2 separate regions of the Bombyx mori genome follow, and region 1 is linked to region 2. The links are chromatin contacts, called in public Hi-C maps. All regions are on one chromosome and are shown on one strand. Each heading gives the region's core, a stretch centred on a gene start, on an enhancer-like site or on the middle of the called end of the contact. The rest is flanking DNA. Distances are from core to core; before and after follow the strand shown.

What was found. Hi-C and Micro-C count contacts between places; a contact is called where the count stands out from the background.
Region 1: a Hi-C map of midgut shows a contact between it and region 2, with 1.5 times the contacts expected there. The contact joins the promoter of LOC101738787 here to the enhancer-like site in region 2. A contact is called at or near these places in 3 of 7 Hi-C or Micro-C datasets (midgut and whole pupa).

Annotation. Positions count from the first base shown.
Region 1 is chr27:3,439,558-3,442,876 of ASM3026992v2, reverse strand. LOC101738787 (nuclear factor interleukin-3-regulated protein) reads right to left here and starts at 1,799. Exons shown (of 2, transcript XM_004923553.4): 1 at 1-1,799.
Region 2 is chr27:3,396,378-3,399,509 of ASM3026992v2, reverse strand. No RefSeq gene overlaps it. Among protein-coding and RNA genes, the nearest start is that of LOC134201532, 29 kb to the left of the region's middle. Within about 2 kb of position 1,314, at least 5 of the 8 cell types and tissues checked have open chromatin away from gene starts, as enhancers often do.

The DNA of each region.
Region 1 (3,319 bases), core at 550-3,049, 43 kb before region 2:
GATAATACAGCAGACGCCTAAATTATTTTGCAACGGAAATATTATGTGTAATTTGATTTTTCCGTTTTCTTATACCTGCTGTAGACACTTCAAGCTAAATCTGTCTGATTCGTTGTACATTTAATATTTTTATTCATTTGTTTATTTAGGAAACGAAGAGTATATTTATATAACATATCAAAATAGTGTATTTAAGATAGGTAAACAAAAATCAAACAAGTTTTCACCAATAACACAACTAATGAGTAGATAGTGAATACGGAAAACTAAAATAATTTGAAATTCACAAAATGGTACTATGGTAAGGAAAATAAATAAATAAAAATACTCTTACCTACTTTTTTTCCGCAGGGCTCATATTTCCAAAGCGAATACCCCTAAGATTGGTTCCTTGTTTTTTTTGGTTAAGACATGGTAACCGAAAACCTAAGCTATTTAGCTATCTTAATAATATTATATGCTATGTATCTTCTAATATCTAATACTATAAAAGGAGCGCGCGGTTTTATTGAAACCTAAGTTATGTTATGACACGAATCAATTTGTTTCGCCCAGTGAAAACCACACCGATTTTATTTTTAACTCTTTATTCGCGGAGTAGGTAATGTTCCGTAAATATTCCGCGAATACAGAAACTGTGAATATATTATGGTAATTTACATATATAATTTACATTTTGAAGTCGTCGTGGCCTAAAGGATAAGACGTCCGGTGCATTCGTGTTGAGCGATGCACCGGTGTTTGAATCTCAGACGGGTACCAATTTTTCTAATGAAATACGTACTCAACAAATGTTCACGATTGACTTCCACGGTGAAGGAATAACATCGTGTAATAAAAATGAAACCCGCAAAATTATAATTTGCGTAATTACTGGTGGTAGGACCTCTTGTGAGTCCGCACGGGTAGGTACCACCGCCCCGCTTATTTCTGCCGTGAAGCAGTAATGCGTAAATTACTAAGATTTTAGAACTTATATCTCAAGGTGGGTGGCGCATTTACGTTGTGGATGTCTATGGGCTCCAGTAACCACTTAACACCAGGTGGGCTGTGAGCTCGTCCACCCAACGAAGCAATAAAAAAAAAATTATAGGTATTACTACGGTTAACCCTTTTTATATTAAATGTAAACTGGATTTTACTGCTGTTATATTATTAGTTTTATTACACATGTATTGATCGTAATATAAATGGAAGGCAGACTTTCTGAGAACGATCGTACTGAGTTTTGTTTTATTGTATCAATTTATTATTGCTTCGGATTTAAGTGTGCAATAATGGCGCACAATTAAACCCGACTGAAGCATTTGCTTACAATACAGATAAAATTTAAAAAAATCCATGGAACTTTTTAGATTTATTTGCTCTTAAAAAAAAAAAGACGGAAAATCGTTCTTGTATAAGAGTCGGGGACGTAATATGCAGACTACATTTAAAACAAAAACATAAAAACTTGTTTTCGTCCGTAGTTTTCCTCGAAATAAATGTAGCAAGAATTGTAAATAGCGTCACGTGCAAAAATCTAGGTACACGGCCCAAGGTCATGCTCGTTTAGTGTTTAAAGCAGTTAGCACGAAAAAAGATAGGGCTCAGGCGGAAAAGAATAGATAAAACCCGGAAAACGTTATGTATTCACATTCATGAATTGAAAGAATGATTTCAAAGGATGCGTTTTCTATTAAATAGTCCGATAATTTTTTTTAATAAAATCTCCTTTGGAACGCACTCCTTCGAAATTGGATATCAGTTTTATATCGTTACAGATCCACCGAAACCTTTTCTTCTAAATAAAAAGAAAAAAAAATTGCTTATGTCAAACTTCTTTTTTCCCGCGCTAGGTACCACCACCCTGCCTATTTCTACCGTCAAGCAGTAATACGTTTCGGTTTGAAGGGTGGAGCAGCCGTTGTAACTATACTGAGATTTTAGAACTTATATCTCAAGGTGGGTGGCGCATTTACGTTGTAGATGTCCATGGGTTCCAGTAACCATTTAACACCAGGTGGGCTGTGAGCTCGTCCACCCAACTAAGCAATAAAAAAAGGACCGATGGTAATTTTTTTTTTAATTTTCCTCTAATATCCTGAGCGGTATCAACAGGATTTCGGTTCGCTGTAAAAGAGCGTTTCTTTTTAGTTTTTTATCATTTTACTTATTGATATTTTTACGCTATATATATTATTCAAATGACATCATTGCTTTGATTATTGTTTTTGAATACGCATACACGTGTGTTATGAATAATAATATGATAAAAGCTTACACAAAACAAGAGTTGGGAAATTACGATTAATATTATGAACAAAATAAAAACATCACAGACACATTAAGATAAACGGTTTAAAAAACATATATTTTAACCGAGAAGATTAGTGTGTAAGCTGGAACTATGTGAACGAAGCACCGGGATATATTCAATGAATTATTTATTTATTATTTATGACATAATATTGAATGTATTATTGAACGTTTTGTGGGCAATAGAGGACAATAGTACGATCATAAATAAATATTAGCTAACGTTTTTATGTCATCGAATTTATTTTAGTTATACTACTGAATTCGAACGTGCGAGAATCATATATGTATTTGTTAAACTAGCGACCCGCCCTCGCTTCGCTTCGGATTATGCCCTTTTTTTTTCGGCCCGTGGGCGCGCGGTATATGTGGGACTTGACGATCTGCAAGATGCTGGGAGCAGACCGCGAGCCCAAGGAATTTTAGGGCCCTACAGTTATGATGCCCTGCCATTGCCAAAATTCAGGGTAGATGGAAACCATTTTCAACTGGAGCAACCATAGTCTACCATCAGCCAATGGTGTAACGCGGCGCCATCAAGGCGGGCTCTCGGCCCGCTGAACGAGGGAACCGGTGGTCGTGTCGCTGGCGGTCGCCGGTCCGGCGTCCGTGGGACGGTGGGATGGATGTAACGTGCTCTGCGTCGACTCTGTCCGCCGTCTCACTAGCCCCGACTGAGCTCCGGCCCGGTCCGAGGTAGGGCGCCGGTTGTGAGTGGCAGGAGTTTTTAGTGAGGTTCAACTCCCACATACCCCACCTGCCGCGCGGGTGGGGATCCGGCGATTTTCTCCTGTGGAAAAAAGAAAAAAAAAACCATCATCCAATAAAACACTTAAATTGATAATATTAGTTACGAATATTTTACAGTTTCCATGGTCGTGGATGGCCGTAATAAGCTGGACAGTTCTGATAATATCTATGAGTTCCGGTAAACACTTAACATCGGGTGGAACATGAGGTCGTTCACCCCTAAAAGTAATCTATGAAGCTTTTACGTAAATATTATAATTTGTCGATCGTC
Region 2 (3,132 bases), core at 65-2,564:
TTTAACATTGAAGTTAAAAGGCATTTATAATTTATACAATAGGTTGTAGATAGCTTGTCTTCTGGCAAACGATAATTGACCAGGTTTTCACAGTATGCAGCGGCCTAGTTACGGGTGGGATGGCGAAATGAAATATTATTATTATTTTTTATTGCTTAGATGGGTGGACGAGCTCACAGCCCACCTGGTGTTAAGTGGTTACTGGAGCCCATGGATATCTACAACGTAAATGCGCCACCCACCTTGAGATATAAGTTCTAAGATCTCAGTATAGTTACAACGGCTGCTCTACCCTTCAAACCGAAACGCATTACTGCTTCACGGCGGAAATAGGCGGGGTGGTGGTACCTACCCGCGCGGACTCACAAGAGGTCCTACCACCAGTAAAGGTAAATATTTAGTGTTGTGGTGTGATAAATAGCTTCAAATGAAAACGCTTAATATCATTTTTAAAACCTGGCAACGAGGCTGGTATTAATAGTTTTCGTTCGAAAATATTTAAGATAAATGAATATAAAGCAAAATAAATAGTAACGCGTATGTTCCGATTTTTTGTTCTCACAATAGCTCTTGAAGCAATAGCTAAAATGTCATGGATATTTTTTTATTGATTTAGAAAGTAAACGACTATACCTTGTATCGTTTGATAAGTGGAATCCGTCGCCCATTGACATCAGGAATGTCAATGATAAAAGTTATACGAAATTCTAAAATAGTTTTTCTCATTAAACAAAATTGCTTTTTCGAAAAAAGTGGGTCCAGTTTAATAGCTTTAAATAAACAAAGATAATAATAATAATAATAATTCATTTATTTGTATAGAATGCAGGTACAAGTATGGTCTTAGTAAAAAATATATTCAATCCCACTACATTCTGCCTGTTGGCATACAAATTTGAAGGTGAAACTTACAGCTAATTTAAACTAGGTATTAAGATAAATTTAAGAATTAGATCACAAAAAGTTTATTATAAAAATTGAAATCTTAATAAGGAGAGTGTTATAATTCATTATTAAAAGTTTCGCGTCATCTTCCCTTTCCCAGGTCCATTTTCCCCGACCTCTGATAGACATCGGACGCTTGGACGCAAAGGAGGCTGCTAGTGTGGTTTCACTGCCAATGGAATCCCGTCATTACACCCATATAAATAAATAACCAACGCTACATTTCCCATTAAGTCATGTAACCATAATAAACGCTTCCCTGATTTGTTATGTAAATATTCCTGCTAGTAAACATAGTCTAGTCATATTGCATCTACATACGAGGATCGCGTGCATCGACACGTGCTCCGTGCACATAGTCGACGCATGTGTGCGATAATAGTGAACTTGTGGCGAACTTGGCATGGATGCAATTTTGCGATTCGGCAATACGAGCCATCATCGACAGCGTCAGTTTCTCTCTCTAAAATCCGGCAGAACAACACTATTTATCGATAATAGTTTTGTTTAAATAAATAGAGTATTGAGTTCTAAGTTTTTTTTATTTTTTTTTATTGCCCCTGTATGCCTGTATTGGTTTTAGAGCTAGATACTTGCTTCATAGAAACCGTGAACCGTGGAGTTATTTATTTTTAAAGACCCTTATTGTCACAACTCTATTGAGGTGGGACAGATTACTTCACAAGATTACAGGAACGTGGACACAGACTACGATACGATGTGTTACTATCTTTTTTTTTATTGTCCATGTAAGCAGACTCGAGCATACGGCCCACCTGATGGCGAGTGGTTACCGTCGCCCATGGACTTCAGCAATTCCAGGGGCAGAGACAAGCCGCTGCCTACCGTAAGTATATCTAAGTAAGTGCATCTGATCATAGATAATTTAATTAAATGGTAGGTCTTCAGCTGCAGGATCAAAAGTTTCATTGTCCATTTTCAGAGCTCTCGTTATAAATTGTAAACTTTCCACGTAATCGGAATGCAGTAAACATAATGTTGACACGAATGCAAATGCACAATCGTGAACTTGAATTACATAATTATAGACACTAGTGGTCGCCCGGTAGTCGAAATTCGACCATAATTAATTGAAATTATAAGTTTGTACACTATTAAGATTCTATTTTCAAACACTATTATACTTCTATAATCACAAATTTCGCCAAGACTACACTATAAAAAATATTAACAAAGACAAACAATATTTAATCTCAATTTGACAACAGGCGTCAAGAACAAAAGTTTGGCAATAAATAGTATGAATGCGTGTGTGCGTCAAATACATGGTGGTGTGTGTAATGTTTTCTTTATTGATTTAATGTATTATTAATGCATAATTTAACAAAAAATATTAGCATTGTGCACTTCTTCTCTATATTCTTTATAAGTGTGGAAAATTTCATACTCCTCCGTCCGCGCAATTTTCGTAAAAAGGGATACAAAGTTTTTGCTTCACGTATTAATAATTATATAAATATGTCTTGGCGAGTGCTAATACACTCGTACATATGTTCATATTGCATCTGTCACCACGTTATTTTCAAAGCCGCGATAGTGTAATCTCACTAGTGATATTGTAATTGGATTTTTTTTTTATTTATCGTTCATAATATCTCAAACATTGTAAACTATCAATTGTCCAGTTATTCATTACAAAAGTACCACAGCCCTGAGAAGGTCTGTTGAATTCAAAGTCAACTAGTTCGCTTAGTTTTAGTGATGTGACATCTTAGTACACTTTAACTTGTTTTTTGTCTAACGCGATGATGTAACGACACTAGTAAAATTTGAATATCATGGTTTCGATAATAACCCTGCGATACATATAAAGATATGGGCTGACTTATATAAGCAATGATAACATCATTTGTTTACGTTTTGTAAATATTTATGTCTTCATAAATAATTAGATTATAAATAGATGTAGTGCCCGCGTTTGTAAAAGTAAATTAGTCTACCGCCATCGCTACGATGAGTCCCACGTTGATGCTCACGGAAATCAGCAATACCGGTAGCAAGTCAGCCCCTACCATTGAGAACTACATAATAATTTTTACTGGTGGTAGGATCTCTTGTGAGTCCGCACGGGTAGGTACCACCGCCCCGCCTAATTCTGCCGTGAAGCAGTAATGCGTTTCGGTTTGTAGGGTGGGGCAGCCGTTGTAACTATACTGAGATCTTAGA